Regions from separate parts of the Mus musculus genome. Here region 1 is linked to region 2. A link is a contact called in public promoter capture Hi-C data. All regions are on one chromosome and are shown on one strand. The core of a region is the stretch at or near the end of the contact, and the rest is flanking DNA. Distances in the headings are between cores, read along the strand shown.

Region 1 (5,308 bases), core at 617-3,116, 2.4 Mb after region 2:
AATTTTTAGAATGATAATCTTAACCTGAATATTGATGACCATTTGAACTGGAGAAGTAAATGCTTATGTTAGAAATAGAAATGCAGCCTTGCCGTGTTATTGTGGAAGAAATAACGGTTAAATCAGACACAGGGATGAAGCTTCTACTACTGCATTCACAACCTTAGGAGACAGGGATATTGAATTTCTCACAAGCATTATCAGATGATATCTTCTACCATATTAAAATTCAGCAAGAAAATCCTTACCAAATGCTGAACAGATATTGACTGGGTCAGGTGCTACAGATGCTCATTGGGCCAGGTGCTGTAGGTACTGATGACAGCAACAGGGACTGTCAATACCTATGACTGTGTCAGGTACTGGAGATACTGATGATTGGGCCATGTACTACAGATACTGAAGACTGGGTCAGATATTCTACATACTGACGACTAGGCCATATGCTGTAGATACTGATGACTGGACCACATGATGCAGATACTTATGACTTGGGCAGGTGCTTGTATTCTTAGTTATCAGAGTAGTTAACAAAAACAGACTTCATTTTTATGAAACAGAGGAAACCGATTAAGACCATCACTAACGATCTTCTAAAATTATTTATACAAGTAGTTGTGGCAAACATTGGCACATGTAGAACAGTTAGATCAGAATAAGGCATTAACATACATTTTTTCCAGCTAACTCACAGTTGTACAGTTTAGAAGAGTCCCTCTCTCTTTGGCTACAGAAGGAATTTGAAACCAGTTTACAATACATGAGACCCTGCCTCAGTCAAAAAAATATCATAAATAGAATTCTTGCTGATGATGTCATGGAAATTAGAGTTCTGAAACAACATTTCAGTTCATGTTTCACTACCATATTAGCTATATCACATGACATATAAATTTTATATTTATGGACTTAGGTATCCATTCAGCTAACTTGGATATTAACATTATAACATACCTCTAAAGATACTAAAGACACTAAATACTTAATTTCAAAAACACCCAAATCGTTAACTGAACTTGGATTCACACAGTTGCCTATGTAGATATTATTTTCTCCAAAACGTTAGAGAATTCTCTTGCTACTTTACAGTGCTAACAGACCAGCAAACTTATTATCTTCTTAAATATTTTTTTACTTTTCCAGGTACTGTAGGAGTGCTAAATTTTACATAAAGTAAATACACAATCCATCCAGAGCCAAAAATCTATTTTAGTTATAACAATCACATTTCTATGTTCATGTTGGCTCAGTTTAAATTTATTAATGCAATATGACAAAATGTAAGTGGAAACAGGTTGGAATTCTGTAGTAACAAATGATCACGTTTGTGAGTTGCTGTTCAACATCTGTATAGTTTCATACAGTTGAGGGAAGACTGTTCCGAGTTTGTCTTATCAACTTTACATGAACCAATATAGTCAAAGATATTTGATTAATGGTAGAATATATTCTACAAAATGTACTTTCTATACTGTAAGTAACAAGATCTGTGGCCAATTTGTGTCTAAGATTTGCTCAAGCATGTCAAGGAAAAAGAGGTATTGCATTTCTTTTTTGCGATGATACAATCAAGCATCAGTTATGAAGAATCTTAACATTTACATCCTATTCGATTCTCTCCTTTCTGTCCTGCACATTTGCCTTCAGACTGTCATGCTCTGTGCAGTAGTCCCTTTGTAACCAATCCACAGTAGAGCTTTGCACAGGGAGGATCTGGATACATTTCTACTGAGATCTTTCTGCCTTGGCGAACCATCATCTTGCTTGTCAGGATACATTCAAACTGCTCAGGCTGGCTCTACCTCTGCTATTTCTGCTTGGCCCAGGAGAAATCCTGAGGCTATCCATCTGCTGCCTCCATCCTTACCCTGCTTTTGCCCCAGCCAGCCTCCAGCCTTCCAGATGGAAGACAGGCACCAGCTGCTCTCTCTACATTAGTGCAGTGCTCTGTGCAGAATTAATCTTTTTGTTTGTTTTTTTAACTGTCAGAGACTACAGACTATGTTTTTGAAAAACAAAATACAATGAATTATTTAAAAAATAAAATTATAACCACATAACAAATGTATGTATAAGTATAACCATTTTCTCATTATTCTTGTGAAGTAAAACAGACACCCTTGAATTGCCAGATTTTGTGATTTATCCCTTTACTTCTCTTGACTAAGTAGCCCATGAATTAGCCTTTGTGTAGCATTACTCTGGGAGGAAATACCAGAATCATCTTCTAACGTGCATGCACTAGAGTCAGCTGGCAGAGCTGCTGCAGAGTGGAAAGCATTCAGCCTGGAGCACATTTTCTACAGTTTATCATCTTCAGTCCATTTTCATGATAGTGGTTCCTGCTTATTGAAACCTATGTATTTATATAACTTTAAATTTTCATTTTGAAGCTCTCAGCTTTTGTGAGTCAGAAGTGGTTGCTAGAGTATGTACAGTCTATATATTTTAGACAATTTGATATGTTCTGTCCTCACAGTGTGTGTGTGTGTGTGTGTGTGTGTGTGTGTGTGTGTGTGTGTGTGTGTGTGCGTGCATGTGCGTGCGCATGTGTGTGAGTGTGTGTGCATGTTCATTTGGACACATGCCCATGTGTATGCAAGTTAATTTATATATGTCAAAAGCATTCATTTTCTTAGTTCTCTGCTTAGCTTTTGAGACATTCTCTCAATGAATCTGGAGTTTGTTGATTCAGCTTCCATGACTGACCAAGGAGCTCCAGGAATCTATTACAGATACTACCTTCCAGCTATAAACAAGACTTCCATAACTTTTGTGATGGGTGTGTGAGAACCAAACTCTGGAATTTATTTTTTAATAGCAAGCCCTTTCTCATGAAGCCCTGAACAGCAACTACCTGCCCCTTCAGTACAAAACTTCCATGGTTAAAACACATGTTGCACAGAAAAGAGGATATGACTTTCTAACCACAGCACACACAAAATTGCTTTGTAGGCATGGCAGCCTAAATGTAATTCCATCTGTAGAGTCTAGGGTTGGGAGATTCCAAAAGCAAGTTGGATAGCAAGATTATCCATATAAGACATATTGTTGTTTATTTCCTCTTTGTCTGGAAATCGTTCTTGTGCCACAGGACAGCCCGTCTGTGGTTACCTTCCTGCATACACCTTCAGTGCTAATGTGTGATTGACTTGGGCATCCTCCTGTCTTAACAACTGTAACTCTTGCTGTATGTCCCTTCAGTGATTTGCTTTAGTTACTCTAGAGTTCCTGGAGGGGCTAGAGTCAATGCTAAGTCTAAATCACAGTTCCATAATGTATGAAATTTCACATAAATCCATACAAACACACACACACACACACACACACACACACACACACACACACACACACACACACAAAGAGAGAGAGAGAGTTTTTAAATTAATTCTGTGTTGTAATAGAAACATTGAGTTTTGATCATTTCTGTTCCATTTACGTTCAATAATTAAAGTCATGGTATAGTTATAATGACGATATCAAACCTACTCCCTGTTACATCTTCGATGTCCAGAGCAGAGTAGGGATATGTTAAGTCTATATGCTGTATTTTCTGCATTTTTATACTCGGGTTTAATTTTTATCTCTTCTTTAGGTCTATAGTTTGCTGATGTTCACCCGTTTAGGAGGATTTTGTCATGCATATTTAGCAGGGCATGATGTTTAGAGGAAAATGGCATACAAGACATTGTTTAGTTTCCTCACTATGAGACTTCCAATGAAATCAAATCATACTGGCTATTTTAAAATAAATAACAATAAAAGGAAAATGACTCCAGTATACAAAATAACTGAGTTCAGGCTGAATAGACAAAAAATATATATTTCAATTGGTGCCAGTTTTCATTAGTGATCTTTAGTCAGTTTTCTTCCCCTTGGTCTCACTGACATTTTTTTTCAGATGATTCTTCCTGTAGGCAGTTGTACTGTTCTCTCTCTCTCTCTCTCTCTCTCTCTCTCTCTCTCTCTCTCTCTCTCACACACACACACACACACACACACACACACACATACACACACACACACACACACACACACACACACACACACACACTGTGTGAAATATGAAATCATGCCAAAGGCCCACCCAGCCAAAGCAGCAGCAAACCATCCCTCACCTCCCTAAGCTACCCAGTGAAACCTCAAGTATATGGTCAACAAAAGGTATGCACATTAACAGCACAAGTTGATATGTCAACCTGAATGGATGTGATATCTCACAAGGCCTCTTCCCTTGAATAGCAGCAGCATAAAATTAATGGCTTCTGATAGTGAAAGAATGAGACTTGTACAGGGATAATCCCCCCGATGGCTCATCCAGTCCTATATACATAGGCAGTTGAACAATTACAAGTATACTCTGCAGGCTATATATATATATATATATTCATAATTTAAAAAGAAGAGGTCATGAATTTGAAGGGGCAGGGGTAAAGTCAAAGAGGAGAGAAGGAGGGTGGAAATGTTATAAATACAGAATGCATATATTAAAATCTCAAAAATGTTAAATTAAAAGTACCAAAAAGTTATCTATCCATGGCTGTCCTATTATTGAAAACTAAAGGATTTCTGATTTAAATAGTGTCTAGTACTTAATGTTTCAATATAAGTGTTTCTTGACCACAAAAGTTCTTAACTTAAAAGGAAAAATCACCTACAACACTTGCCAGTACCTCCTAGCCAAGAGTATCCCTCAGCTGGCACAATATTAGACAAAGTGTAGGATATTGGCTTTTAAACACTAATGGGTACACAAATCATCTGAGGTCAAATTAAAATGAAGGTGGTTGTACCTTACTTCCAAGAAACTCAGTTCAATACCTTTTCAATGATGCCTATAAAATGAGGCAATCATTACAAACAATGGGATATGAGGGGTCACAAGAATAATACACAGAAACAACAAGAAATTTACCAGGAGTTGTCAACACAGCAAGATAAAAGTGTGTGGTCAAGACAAATAATATGGGATGTAATGGACAATTCAAGGATGTTTACAAACAAAGGAACAAACAAACACGTTTCCTATGAGCAAAGGGATTTCCACAAATCAATTTACCTTACATTTCTTTGGAATAAAATACATAGCTATATCCCTGGGGCAGTTTTAAAATATATGAGTCATGCACAAGGACTGAACAAACACCACATACAGGAAATCTTGGTTGTTTCTTTTATTCAATGGTGAAAGTTTTAAACATGGTTCTTTAGAATGATTTTAAAGAAACAGATGCCAAATTGGTTTCTGTGTGAGGCCTTGGTTAGATAACATTTTGAGTTTTCTCAATGACTTTTTATGGTGAAAAGA
Region 2 (4,666 bases), core at 1,288-3,787:
GTACTGACTTAAACTCCAGAACCTTCCCTCTCCCTCAGTCTTCTGCCTGCAGTAAACAGCAACACACGAAATCTAACCTGATAATCTGGAAGCAGCTGTCATCGCATTATTCCTTTCCTGTGGACTGTGAGAAGTAATCGTGGTAAATTACAGCCACAGCTTTAAAAGCAAAGACGATCATTCCTTCCAGATGGAATATCATCTCCCCAATGCCCCTACTTGCCTTTGCAGGGGCCACTGTGTGAACTGGTGAGACATTCCTGTGCAAAAAAAAAAAACCACTTGGGAATTCGTGGGGACGCGTCAGATTTTGAAGGAATCATCTGGGAGAGGGCATAGATGGGTAGATGGACCGGAAAGACCTGATGCTCGGCATCACCACTAAGTGTGAGATTCCAGGCAGTCATTTCATAGGCCGTGCCCTCCTGGGATGCATAAAGTGGATCGCTGTATTAGTATCTGTATCCAAAGGCAGTGTTGGGGGTGGGGGACCCCAGAACTGCAGCCACTGAGCTTGCCTAGGCTATGTTTCTCCAAATTATGGTGGTTTTAGTAAGAGTCATAGCTTATAAATTGGGATTTACACATAGTGCATGAAAAATCCTAGCATTGTGTTTGCTCCCTGGCCGACTTCAGTGGCCGAATTCCTGCCTTTCTAACAAGTGTTCCAGGTTGTTCTTCTTACATTGATTTTTGCCCCAGCTTTGCACAACCAAAGCATCCTTGATTATATTTACCTCTATAACTTATTAATCCCAATATAACTTAATTTTTTTCATCTTTAACCTTTAGAAAGTTATTCCTCAGAATGAATGACAATGCTTTTTGTTTTTGTTGTTGCTGTTCAGCCCTTAAGCTGATAAAAGTGATATCAAGTTCATTTTAAAAGGCTTTAAACTGAAGTCTCCTCCACCATTCTATACACAGAGACAGACAGACAGACAGACATAGAGACTGTTAAGAGTTTTCATGCCTTCTCTGTCTGGTCTTTGAACTAAAGCATACAACCTTCTTCTTTGCCATTGCATAACACAGCAACACATGCACTCCCAATCCAGTGACCAAAGTCCCTGAACAGATCTGCATTTCACAGAGTATGATTCAAACACTATGTCTTGACAGAGGCCAAAACAGCCCCAACTGTAAATCTCTACACAACAGCAGTTTAAAATAAACCCAGAGCTGATAGGACTATCAGAATAGCGTTTTCTCTTCCAAACACACAGCTCACTGAGTAATGCCTTTTCCAGTTGAAAATAAGTAAATAAATAAATAAATAAAGGTAATGATATTTTAGAGGTTACGTGTGTTTAAAAAAAATGGGAACAGTCTCGTGTGTGTGTGTGTGTGTGTGTGTGTGTGTGTGCACGCTGTAGCACTTTGCAGGCAATGCAGGTCTGCGCAGTGTTCTTCAGGATAGAGTGTAGGCGTTGAAAGCCGATGTGACAGTAAGTGTCTAAATTAGGAATTCCAACCATGAAAGGGGGCTTCATTTTATAATCAGGAACTCAAAAGGAGGTCGTATTTCTTTTCCTTATTAAAAAAAAAATCGGTATTTCTGCTTCCATTTATTTGGCAGTGGATGTCTGCAATAGTGTGCTTATCAGTGATTAGAAGAGAAGGGAAGAGCTGATTTCACATCTCTCTTCCACCCTTCATGTAACGCTCTTTATTTTTAACCATTCTTGGGGTACGAAGTCTTGTTTGTTTCTATATAATAAGAAATATGAATCATTGAACTGCCCCCACCCCCACTGCAGGCCCTGTTCAAACAACCGTATATCTGTCTAAGGAAAAATAAGGGCCAGAGGTTGCCTAAGGGATGGTCACTGAGGGCTCCAGAATGTTGTATTTATTTATTTATTTATTTGGCTCTTTCTGAGAGGCAAACCAGCACTGAGTTTAGCTATTCTCAAACTGATCTTCTGGGTGACACTTTAGTTTAGCCGAACATAGACGGCGCCATCACTCCACTGATTTTTTCCCCCAACAGAAGACCCAATCCTACTCTATCCTAACTTCCTTTTAACCTACCCCCCTCCGCCCCCGCTAAAATTACCTCAATCACGCACGAGTTGCTAGATTTTCTGGGTCTCTCTCCCTATTCCTTCCCATCCAGCACACCTCTTCAAAAACAGACTTCTCTTAACTTTTCAACTGCGGCGTTTTAGTAAGCTCAGAATCTTGCCATCCGCCAGCAACAGCCTTGACTTCCATCCCCCCAAACTGAGCCCAAGTCTCTCCGGGCGACCCCCCAGAAGACAGAGGTGACCCTTAGGCCCCTTTCCTTACCTTCCACTCCGAAAGCTCCGGGAGGCTCTTGATCTAAGACACCAGAACAGGCACACGTCCCAACAACAGTGATGGAGAGACTCCCCTTCGGTCCCAATCACCGTTGCCCATTTTTCCCCCCGGTTCAGCTTCAAATATTAAGATTTATGATTGGAAAAAAAATAATGCATGCAAACGAAAGGCAGAGGGAAAAAAAGGAAAAAAAAATAATAGGGGGGGGGGCGGTGGTATCCAGCGGCCAGAGCCTTGCGCCTTATCCAAGTGAATGAAGCCTTCAAAGGAGAGGCGGGGAGAGGCCCCCTGAAGGGAGACTCCACAGAAACACCAAACAGAAAAATGGAAGTGGATAAAGAGCGCAGATGTGTTTTCCCAAACCCACCCCCCCGCAACAAACGGATTGGCCAAGAAGCCAAAAAAGCGCTGAGAAGTGGCCGGCGGCGCTGGCTGGGGCGGCGTGTTGGGCGGTGGGCTGGTGGCAGGAGTGCTCCCGGCCGGTGGCGAGGCTGGAGCAGGAGCCGTTTGCTTGCTTGGTGCGCCCTCCTCCCCGGCCCTCCTCCCTGCCAGGTACTGATGGACGGAGCGCGGCTGAGGAGCTGGGGGTAAAATCCTGGGCTGGCGACGTCGGGAAGCTGTTTGAATGCCGGGCGAGGAGGGAGGCGCGCGAGGGCACGAGATAGTAAAGCTGTGTGGCGGGCGTGCGCGCCGGCGCGCGGCGCTCGCTCTCCCCGGGCTGCGCGCGAAGGGGGCCCGCGCGTTCCTCGGCGCGCACCCGCCGCTGGGCAACCCTCCCGCGCGCGTGCTCGTGGGTGCGCGCGTCCCCGGCGGAGCGCTGCGCCCGGACCAGAGTCCGGCCTCCCCCGCGGCGGGCGAGCTGGCGGGCGGGCGAGCGGGCGAGCGGGCGAGCGGGCGGGAGGGAGGACGGGCGCGGGAGCGAGGCGGGCGGGCGGGCGGGCGGGCGCGGGCTCCTCGGGGCTCTAGCCGAGCCCGCGCCCTGCTACTCAAACCCAAACACGTCTGGAAAACCGATCTTTTCTGCGCCTGGGAGGTTTTCGCATCCTCAGTTCCCACCGCTGAGGCTGGTCGCCACCAAGTGTAGGAGAAAGTCCCCAGGAGGAGAGGCAGGGGGGCGCGGAGACGGGAAGGCGACATGGAGGGGTAGGAAGTAAACGCTGGACTCGATCATCTGTCTGCTGCCATTCAGAGCGGACCTGCCGCAGCGGGAGAGCTGTCATTTCAGCACCGGGATTTAGCCTTGATCCAGTCTGCAGCTGAGGGGCCACAACTCAGCTCCCACTGCTCTTTGCCTCAGGCTGGAGGCTGGAACTATAGTTGTTCAGTTTTTTTGTTTTGTTTTGTTTTGTTTTTTGTTTTTAAAATCACAGCCAGACTGCAATTAACAGCTTATTTGTTCTGTCACGAAAGAGGCTTTGCCAGGACCACTGAGCAGGCTACCGAGGTCAGGCGTCCTGAGCTGCTCTCAGCATGGCGTTGGGACAATAGTGCGGGTTCTAAACTTTTGATTCGTTCTGGCTTCTTAATGCATTTATTCCTTGTCAAGTTTCCCCTCGTAGGAAGTTCGGGTAAGTGATGGGAAGAAATGAAGAAAAGCTACCTTTGTTGTCCGTTGAGAAGGGGGATAAGGAAGATAAATTTCTACACGACTCCACCGTTTTATTTACTTATTGTTTATTTTGCCTCTTGTACAGACGTCTGAAGATGCATCAGATAGACTTCACATGCACATGCAGGTCACTCGCCAGCTAGTTTGGTCTCTACTTGTGTACGCGGTTGGTGGTTTGCAAAACAAGTGTTTGAATAGTGTGCTTATGTGGTGGGAGGAGACATAATGGGTAATGCATTTGGGCAGAGTCCTCCTAAGGGTGAGTTGCCTGAGCAGCAGGTGAAGTTGAATGAAGCAATTTTCCATCATTTGCTCTACTCCCTCATTTGCATTTTTTGTTCCTCTTCTTGTTCCTCTCCCCTGGGGCAATTGCATAGCCAAGAACAGGATTTTCAAAGGAAGGCTATCATGAAAACAGGAAGGTACTGATGATCTTTTATGTACCAGAATTGTTTGAAATATTAAAATTGGCTCTTTGGCTCCTTGCATCTTACTGCATATTAATAGAATGACCCTCTTCAAGGCTTTTCTCTTTTAGGACAAGCATTGAAGTAACAACCGGTAAGGGAAACAGTTAATCACTTTCCAGCAGGCTTCAACAATGTTCCCAGGAACAAATCACCAGGGAAAGCAGCCTGGGTGGCATTTTGGTTTTGTGTCATTTCTGGTTCATTACAATGCTTTTATTCATTTAGGGGAATGTGAAAAGAAAATGCTCTCATATGTCAAATGCAAAATCCCAAACGCTGTGTA

Evidence for each region. Promoter capture Hi-C pulls out the DNA fragments that hold promoters and counts their contacts.
Region 1: a promoter capture Hi-C map of hippocampal neurons shows a contact between it and region 2, with 9 times the contacts expected there. The contact joins the enhancer-like site here to the promoter of Adgrb3 in region 2. A contact is called at or near these places in 1 of 39 promoter capture datasets (hippocampal neurons), 1 of 484 Hi-C or Micro-C datasets (cerebellum) and 3 of 115 datasets of contacts at active chromatin or transcription factors (astrocytes, embryonic forebrain and forebrain).

What each region holds. Positions count from the first base shown.
Region 1 is chr1:28,212,600-28,217,907 of GRCm38.p6, forward strand. No RefSeq gene overlaps it. Among named protein-coding and RNA genes, the nearest start is that of Gm5524, 330 kb to the left of the region's middle. Within about 2 kb of position 1,867, at least 26 of the 459 cell types and tissues checked have an H3K27ac peak or open chromatin away from gene starts, as enhancers often do. A contact at or near this core is called in cerebellum and hippocampal neurons, where this site is marked.
Region 2 is chr1:25,827,170-25,831,835 of GRCm38.p6, forward strand. It overlaps Adgrb3 (adhesion G protein-coupled receptor B3), which reads right to left and starts at 2,538. Exons shown (of 31, transcript NM_175642.4): 1 at 2,293-2,538. It overlaps Gm9884 (predicted gene 9884), which reads left to right and starts at 3,261. Exons shown (of 2, transcript NR_169046.1): 1 at 3,261-3,872; 2 at 3,999-4,401.